Linked DNA regions of Mus musculus: region 2 is linked to region 1. A link is a contact called in public promoter capture Hi-C data. All regions are on one chromosome and are shown on one strand. Each heading gives the region's core, a stretch centred on a gene start, on an enhancer-like site or on the middle of the called end of the contact. The rest is flanking DNA. Distances are from core to core; before and after follow the strand shown. Region 1 holds the start of Cul3 (cullin 3). Region 2 overlaps Dock10 (dedicator of cytokinesis 10).

Evidence for each region. Promoter capture Hi-C pulls out the DNA fragments that hold promoters and counts their contacts.
Region 2: a promoter capture Hi-C map of the HPC-7 cell line shows a contact between it and region 1. The contact joins the enhancer-like site here to the promoter of Cul3 in region 1. A contact is called at or near these places in 3 of 39 promoter capture datasets (the C10 cell line, the HPC-7 cell line and pre-B cells), 3 of 115 datasets of contacts at active chromatin or transcription factors (the 230-238 cell line, effector CD8 T cells and memory CD8 T cells) and 1 of 9 other capture datasets (liver).

The regions. Positions count from the first base shown.
Region 1 is chr1:80,338,711-80,342,623 of GRCm38.p6, forward strand. Cul3 (cullin 3) reads right to left here and starts at 1,980. Exons shown (of 16, transcript NM_016716.5): 1 at 1,536-1,980. The coding sequence starts at 1,601. Gm39667 (a long non-coding RNA gene) reads left to right here and starts at 2,203. Exons shown (of 2, transcript XR_865570.2): 1 at 2,203-2,440; 2 at 2,518-3,913.
Region 2 is chr1:80,721,233-80,725,145 of GRCm38.p6, forward strand. All of the region lies in intron 1 of Dock10 (dedicator of cytokinesis 10), which reads right to left. Among named protein-coding and RNA genes, the nearest start is that of Dock10, 35 kb to the right of the region's middle. Within about 2 kb of position 1,624, at least 29 of the 459 cell types and tissues checked have an H3K27ac peak or open chromatin away from gene starts, as enhancers often do. A contact at or near this core is called in the HPC-7 cell line, where this site is marked.

The DNA.
Region 1 (3,913 bases), core at 730-3,229:
ATTTTACTAAACAACAAAGAAACAACAGAACCAAGAGTAAATATTTCCTAGAAAAATCAGTGTCATAGTTGATTAAAAAAAAATTAAAACATAAAAAACAACCATGTCTGAATTCGCTTAAAAAAAAAGAGGGAAGGATGTGGATTTGACAATCACTTGGGTGGTTGATTAGGTAGGGAAATTATTCAAGTTCATAAACCTGGCTCACTGTCCAATTACAAAGGAAAACATAATAGTTACCTTTATTGGCACTGTGTTTCTAGCATTTCTCACTTTCTGGTGTAATCTCTTATTTACTTAAAAAAATCGTTCATAATGCAATTATTATTAAAGTATCTCGTCCTCCTGATTATACCCTACATGTTAACATAGAGCCCATTTATTTACATAAAGGTGCAAGTTTTTACATGCTGACAATATGTCCCTTGCAAAGTCACAATTCTGCATCGCTTGTACACTTCTTTGGGATGAGGAATTCAGAGGCCCTCAAGTTCTCCAAGGCAAAGTTACTTAACTCAGACAATACTATCGTGGTCTTTCATTCCTCACAGCAAAGGGTACTTCAGGAAAAGCCTGTTCAAAAAGTGATGACAAAGGCCCCCTTCCCCTCCCACACGACAGAATGCTTATGAGTCTTAGAAGGGAAAAACAACCTCCCTCCGTTTTACTTTTACAATTCTGCTCCACTGATGGCTTGTCTATTTGACATTTACCTGTCACTGTAGCGACACGAGCAAGTACGTCCAGTTTGTTACAACAGGACATTTTAATTGCCTGCCACTGGCTATCTGATCGAGGCATGACATCCAAAGTTACATACTACTCCATCTACTAAACACCGCAAGCCTATGACTCAACGTAACGCCAAGAGGAAAAGTTTCTGAAGAGCAAATGTTTGCTGTCGCTAAAAACGTACAAGGTAAAACAAGTCTGAGTGGCAACTATTCTTGGGGACCTCCTTGACTAAGACACGGAAAAGCTGTGCCTGGCCCTCCAAGAAGTGGAGGGGCGATTCTGAACCGGAGTGGGTCAAGCGCTTAGGAAGCTTTGCAGGATCAAGGATGCTATAAATACTATGCTCCTAGTGTTTTGCCAGTGGGCATTTCTAGCATCTCTGTCAGTGAGTGGGGCAGTGGGATGGCAAGACCGCCCCTGACTACGGAGTCGAGCAGAGGTGGACAGTCCTCCCCACCGCCGTAAAAGCCGAGCCGGCTCCTTCTGGAAACCGCACGCTAAAAGTTACACACACGCCCCACGCGACGGGTGCGGCGGCCACAGCGCGCATCCCCTCAGGGCCGCGGCCCCCGAGGCCCGAGCGAAGGAGGCCCCGGGGCGGCCGGGGCGCGGGGAACGGCCCCGGAGGTGGCCGACCCGGCCCCGCGCCGCCCCGTTGCCGGGAAGCCTCGCGCTCCGCCACCGGCGGCGGCCGTGGGGGGAGGGGAGGCCGGCTGCGGCCTGTTGGCGGAGTTCAGCCCCGGCCTCGCGTGCGGCTCCGGGCCGCGGCTCCCGGTCCCGGGCGCCGAGGACCGACTCACCGGAAAGGCCCGGATCCGCATCTTGGTGTCCTTCCGGCTGCCCGTGCCTTTGCTCAGATTCGACATGGTGCTCGGCCCCTCCCCGGCGGCGGCGCTGACGGCGGCGGCGGCTGCGGCTCGCACTCGGAGGCGCCGGTGTCACATTGAAGGCGGGAGGGCAGCCGCGGGGCTCGGCGGGGGGCGGCGGCGCGGCCCCCGGGCTGGGCTGGGCGGCGGGCCGGCCCCTGGGCGGCCGCGGCGGCGGGGGCGGCGGCTCGGGCTCGGGCGGCTCGGGCTCGGCCGGGGGCTGCGCTGGCGCGGCGGCTCCGCGGGCTTCCCCTCGCGCCGGGCTCGGCTCCCTTTATCGCGCTCCTCCGCGATGGCGGCGGCGGCGGCGACGGACAAACATCTCACTGCGCAGGCCGAACGTCCTCCTCCTCCTTCTCCTCCTCCGCCTCAGCGAGACGAGATCCGGCCCAGAGGGTGGAGGGGGGAGGAGGGAGGGAGGAGAGCGGAGAGTGGAGAGATGGGGGAGGGGGCGGGAGGACGGGAGGGGAGGCGGGAGGCCGCGGCGGGCACGTCAGATCTCGCGAGATCGGGGCGGGCGCGCGGTCGGGGGCGGGGTGGGGCGAAGCCCGGGAAGGGAGGGCGCAGGGAGAAGTGGGGTCTGAACGTGGTGGGGAGGGGGGAGAGGGGTGGATTAAGGAATGGGCGTAGTCAGCGCCCTGGGGGGCGGGGCCTGGTGCAGGAGACGTAGGCTGCGTTTTCAAAAGAGGAGCGTCGGAGACCCCAGTAGGCTGAGGTGGCTTCTGATTGGTGGAGCGCGAAGGTGGTGGGTCACGTGGGTAGTGGGCGGGGGAATTTCCGGAAGGGGGAGAGGGGAGTGTTGTGTTGTGGGCTGGCGGGGCTGAGCTTGGCCCTAGTAGGTAGGTAGTCCTGGGAAAGGGCGTGGGGTGCGAGGAGGAAGGTTCTACGTCCTAGAACTGCTCCTGTGTTTTTCTAGGGCACGTGGCCTAGGGATGGGTACTTGAGCCCAGCCAGAAACTTGAAAGCAGGGTTTGTGCTTGAGTTACCTGCAGACTGCGAAACCAGTGTCCTGTTTTTAGCTAGGTGTTGCAGCGCCTCAGAATCAACCCGGCCTTCTTACACTGTACAAGCTCCTGGGTTTGTTCATTAGTTGATACCTTCTGGAGGATCCAGAGCCCACTAATGTTAAAACCCGGTTTTTGTTTGTGCCGAAATAAAACAAATGCCTAATATACTACAATATTGTGTTAAACATACGACCATTTCCAAGAACAGTATAGATCATTAAAACCAAAAGCACTGTGAAATTAAGTTTGCTGTAGGTTTGGAGACATTTTTCTATTTGTTCGGGGACTCTTATCCTATAGTCGAAATGTCCAATTCGACTGCTTTTGGCTTCTAATTCAGTATGAATCCTACATCTACCTTGCATACTTGCTCATTTGCTGTTTCCAACGCCCCTGGGAAATCTGAGATTCTCCCAGTTTTGGATCTTCCCATTTTGAGTGAACTGTTGTTGGGATTAGCACCTACAATTGAAATTGGTGGCCCATGACCTTAATCCCAGCATTTGGGAAGCAGAGGCAGGTGGATTTCTGAGTTCGAGGCCAGCCTGGTCTACAGAGTGAGTTCCAGGACAGCCAGGGCTACACAGAGAAACCCTGTCTTGAACACCCTTCACACACCCCCGCCCTCCAAAAGGGAAAACTTGATAAAGCTTGTTTATTTATGGTTGAATTGACCCTAAATTATTTGTAATGACTAAGCTTAGAGAGTTAAGCTAAAAATAAAATATCAAGAATGGGTTAAGTAAAACAAGGAAGGGCTCTGATGAATATAGTGAGTGATGCATAGTTGTTTATAACTAGTATGCTAATTGATTGCCATTTCCATAATTATCAGGATATAAAACCTTTTTCTATTGGCTGTCCTATCATATGGCTCTATTTCTTATTACAATATACATTTTAAGCCATTGGCTTTAATCTAAGCTCTGCCACTTTATCAGCTTTCCCGAAAGAACTGCATGTTCTCTCTCATGAGAAAAAGCCAATAGTATTTGTAATATGCAGTCAAAGATGCATGTGGGTATGGAGAAAGAAGCAACCCTGGATATAAGAATATCAGGAAGGACTGACTTGACTGCAGGTAATGCACACAGTTATGAAGGAGGATTTAAAAATCTTATTTTTAGTTATAATGCTGTCATGGATCTTGTTTTGGTTTTTTTGTTTTGTTTTGTTTTTTGTTTTGTTGCTTTTGGTGGTGAATAAGTGCGTGAATAGTAAAAGTGTAAAATTGTAATGTGACACTCCACAGCTTCCTTTCTAAATGCCATGTTCCAGGTGTTTCAGAAGTTCATGGAGTCTTAT
Region 2 (3,913 bases), core at 374-2,873, 380 kb after region 1:
AAAGAAAATTTTAAATTTCAAGAAGCAGCCTTTCACAGCTTCCCAACTGAGAATTGCAACTTTACGGAACCCAACAGTGGACACTAAACTGTATTGCACTGCGTAGCAAATGCTCAGACAAGCTCAGCATGGGTTGAGAGCATTATTGTGTGCAGTATCACAGCATCCCTTGGATCATCCTTCAGACTGCATCCTGTCTGATGTCACATGGCACTAAAGCAATTAGTGTTAGACTCACAAGTGACCTTGAGATAGAAACAAAGAGGATTGTCAAGGCAAAAAGAATGTGACTTTCAATTTTATACACCTTTTGTTCAAAAACACAGTGTCTCTAAGGAAGACTTATGATGAGCCTTTTGAAGCCACAAGAGCTATGTCTTTTCAGCTGTAAAACAACATTGAAATCATCCATTTCTCTCTCTCTCTCTCTCTCTCTCTCTCTCTCTCTCTCCCCCTCACCCCCCCCCCACAAGTTTTGCACATCATAGAAAACTGACTTCAGTTTCATTGATGCATTTTCTAATCATCTCTTGCTGGCATTTAAAAACTCAAAGGAAGATTCATGAATGTTAAAGTTCTCTTAGCATCTAGAAATAAATGCTTTGTTCAGAACAATCCTTGGAGAATCATAATTATTATCAAAGTCCTTCATGAAAAACTTCAAGGAGAACACTTCAAAACTGGAAGAAGTGACGGTATCATCCTGAGCATTTCCTGTTCTTGATTCACGGACAGCTATCGTGCCACACTTGTCAGAAGGCCAAGAGAATTTTTAACATGTTCACAGTGTCTCAAGGATGTCCATGTCATTATCAGGGCTGGATAAAGGGGCTGAGATGTGCCAGCTAGTGCCTCTATGCCTTCCTCTCTGAGAAAGGCATAGATAATTCAAGCTATTACTAAGGAGAAAAGCCAACCACTAGCAGCTGTGTTCATTTGCTTCAAAATGTGCTAATTGGAGAGCTCGCCTACTGAAAATGGTTTAATGCTATCTCATGTAAACAACAGGCAGATGAGGACTTTTATGGGCACTGGAGTTATCTTCAGAGTTTTAATCACTGAACTGTGGAGAGATAATATTTCATTCTATTCCAATTGTCATAGCTACCACAAACAGGGTGTCATACTCAATATAAACTGATTGTTTATATTTTGAATGGATAGAGAAGTCCTGGACCAAGTCACTGGTAGATTTAGAGTCAGAAGAGGGATCTGCCTTCTAGGTTACACATGTTAACATCCAAGTTCTCATTTGCTGGAAACAGCTGCCTCAGGCTTGAGTCCATTGATAAGGACTATGCTGCCCTCTAACAACTGGACTCTCATTCCCTCGATCTTTCTGGTTTCACTGCTTTGGTGTTAAGATTGCAACATTTGAATTCTAAGAAGGATAGAGAACTTTTGGACCACCATGGCTATAGAGGGCCAGTCAGTTCAGTCAAGAGGTTTAGATGTGGTGTCTAAGAAGCTATCTGCTGTTGGCCATGTGTGTTGGATAACTGTTATGGGGTAGAAAAATGAAGATAATAAGTTCTTTAAAGACGAGAGGCTCAAGCTTCAGAAGCAAACAGCCTTAGAAGGTAACTCTGCTGGCATTTTCCACATAAGCATCGCCCCCTGGTGTCCACGCAGAGAGGACGCTTCAAGAGCTGTCTTGTAAGAAGGAAGTAATGCTATCCCTAACACCATTTACCCATGTTCTCATTTATCCAGGTCTTAGTCCCTAACTGCACTGCTGATAAAGGCAGCTACAGCATGCAGCATCAAGCATCATACTGAGTTTAAGACAAAAAGCTTCTCCTACTTCTGAGTGTCCATTATTGACAGACATATCATTAATATTTTCCTGGCAGGGATTTCATTAATTTTTCAGTTCTCCTGAACAAATGAGAATATTGAAACACATTGTTTCAGAGGCTACTGGTTACACTGAAAATGGCTACACGATATCTCAGGAGGATGTTCAGACACTCAGCCAGTCAGTCATTTATATCCACAGATGGAGAGGAGTGACAGACCCTGCTTCTCACAGCTTCCTGGACTGGAGGAGTTAAGATTGTCCTAGATTCTCAGTACTCACTGAAGAATTGGAATGACCAGATCCGTGTGGTCTGCACCAAGTGGACAGATAACAACTGACAACAACGACAATGGCAAAGACGATGACACAATGGTGAGGACCACATGACCATGATGATTACATCATAGCCAAAATCCCTGTCAAAGTCAGATCAAGGATTTATAAACTATGGGGGAAAGAGCATCATCTTTCTTTTGTTTCAAACATTCCAAACGGAGTCTCAGAGATGCTTCTCTGTGAGTCACAGTAGAGCTTCCTGTTGAATGCAGCCTGTTCTCTCAAAAGTACGTGTCATAATGGCAATATTAAGAGATACTTAATAATCATGAAATGATGACTAGCAGTTCTCAAGCTCCCAATATCCTCCCACTCCCTTATTTAATCTGCAACACAAATACATTGTTATTACTATAGTAGGCTGAATGGTACCCTATCCCTCAAGACATGCCACCTTCAAATCTCTAGAACACAGAATGGGTCCTGTTTTCAAAAACACAGGTATTTAGAGAGAAGCCATAGGTCTGAAAGTAAGGACATGCTGGATCACACAGAGCAAGAGACAGAGAGTGAAGAGACAGAAGAAAAAAAAACACACAACAACAACAAAAAGCCTTTAAAAGATGTAGGCAGACCCTAGAGTCATATAGTCCAGTCCCCAAATATCTGGTGCTGCTACTACATACTGGGAGAGGCATCACAGACCTGCCCCAGAGATAGAATAGACTTACTGCTTTGCTTTCAGACTTTGGCTTGTGACAAGGCAAATTTCAGATATTACAAGTCACGTGGTAGTCATCTGCACTAGCAGCTCAAGGAAACTCATGCATTCTCAAAGTTGAGAAAGCTGAGGCTCAGAGAGTTTGAGGTAACTTCCCAGAGCTGCGCAGCTAAGCATTCATGTGTGGAAAATAGGGTCATGTTCTAACTGATAGTTTTCCTTACTCCCCCTGTGTTCCAATGACAAGGCCACAGGTTGGCTTCCCAGTCTGCAAAGCATCTGTTTACCTAACAGGGAAGCAAGAATGCTGAATGTGTGCTGAGGCAGAGTTTCAGGGCAGCTTCATCCTGCAACTTTCTGCCTTGAGAATCAATTTTTGTTTGCATTAAAAGAGCCATTAGAGTCTATACATCAGCAATTTCATTCATGTGTGGCCTAGCTTCTCAACTAAGGGATAAGACTGTTCTATACTTGGCCCCCAACGGGCCTGTTTTATTCCTCTAATCATAAGTATAATCGTCTTTACTCATGCTGGGCAATAATACAACGGAGGATGAACATTAAGTTAAACATAAAAAGAGTCTCAAATCAATCAAAGCATCTCATGAAAGTAATTTTAGAAAGGAGAGTAAATTACAGTAGATTTGGAAGGGAACTGAAAGCTGAGACCTCACATTCCTGCTAGGAAAAAATAACCTTCAAACTATTGCACCATGAGACAAAAATTTCAACACCCTCCAGCGGAGTAGGTTAAGGGTTACAAACCCCTAAGAGTACAAATTATAATTTTACACTCCATCAGGAACAGGTTGTCTTATTGTCCCCAGAACCTCCTCAAGTCAGCAATCTCTGTTGTAAGGTGAAATTCAAGAGGAGGTAAAACAAGATACGTGATTCAAACAGCACAGTCACAGTCTCGAGGATAAAAATGTCAAAGCCAGAGGATGACCTGGTGCAGTGAAAGAGATGACAGACAGGGACTTTAAGGATATATTGATAGCCAAGAGACTGAGGGATACACAGTACATCACAGAATTTATCAAAGGTATGAGAGAGTAGATTCTTTGATCTGTTGCCTTACTGTCTACTTTGTTGTAGAGGGTACCATAGCAAGA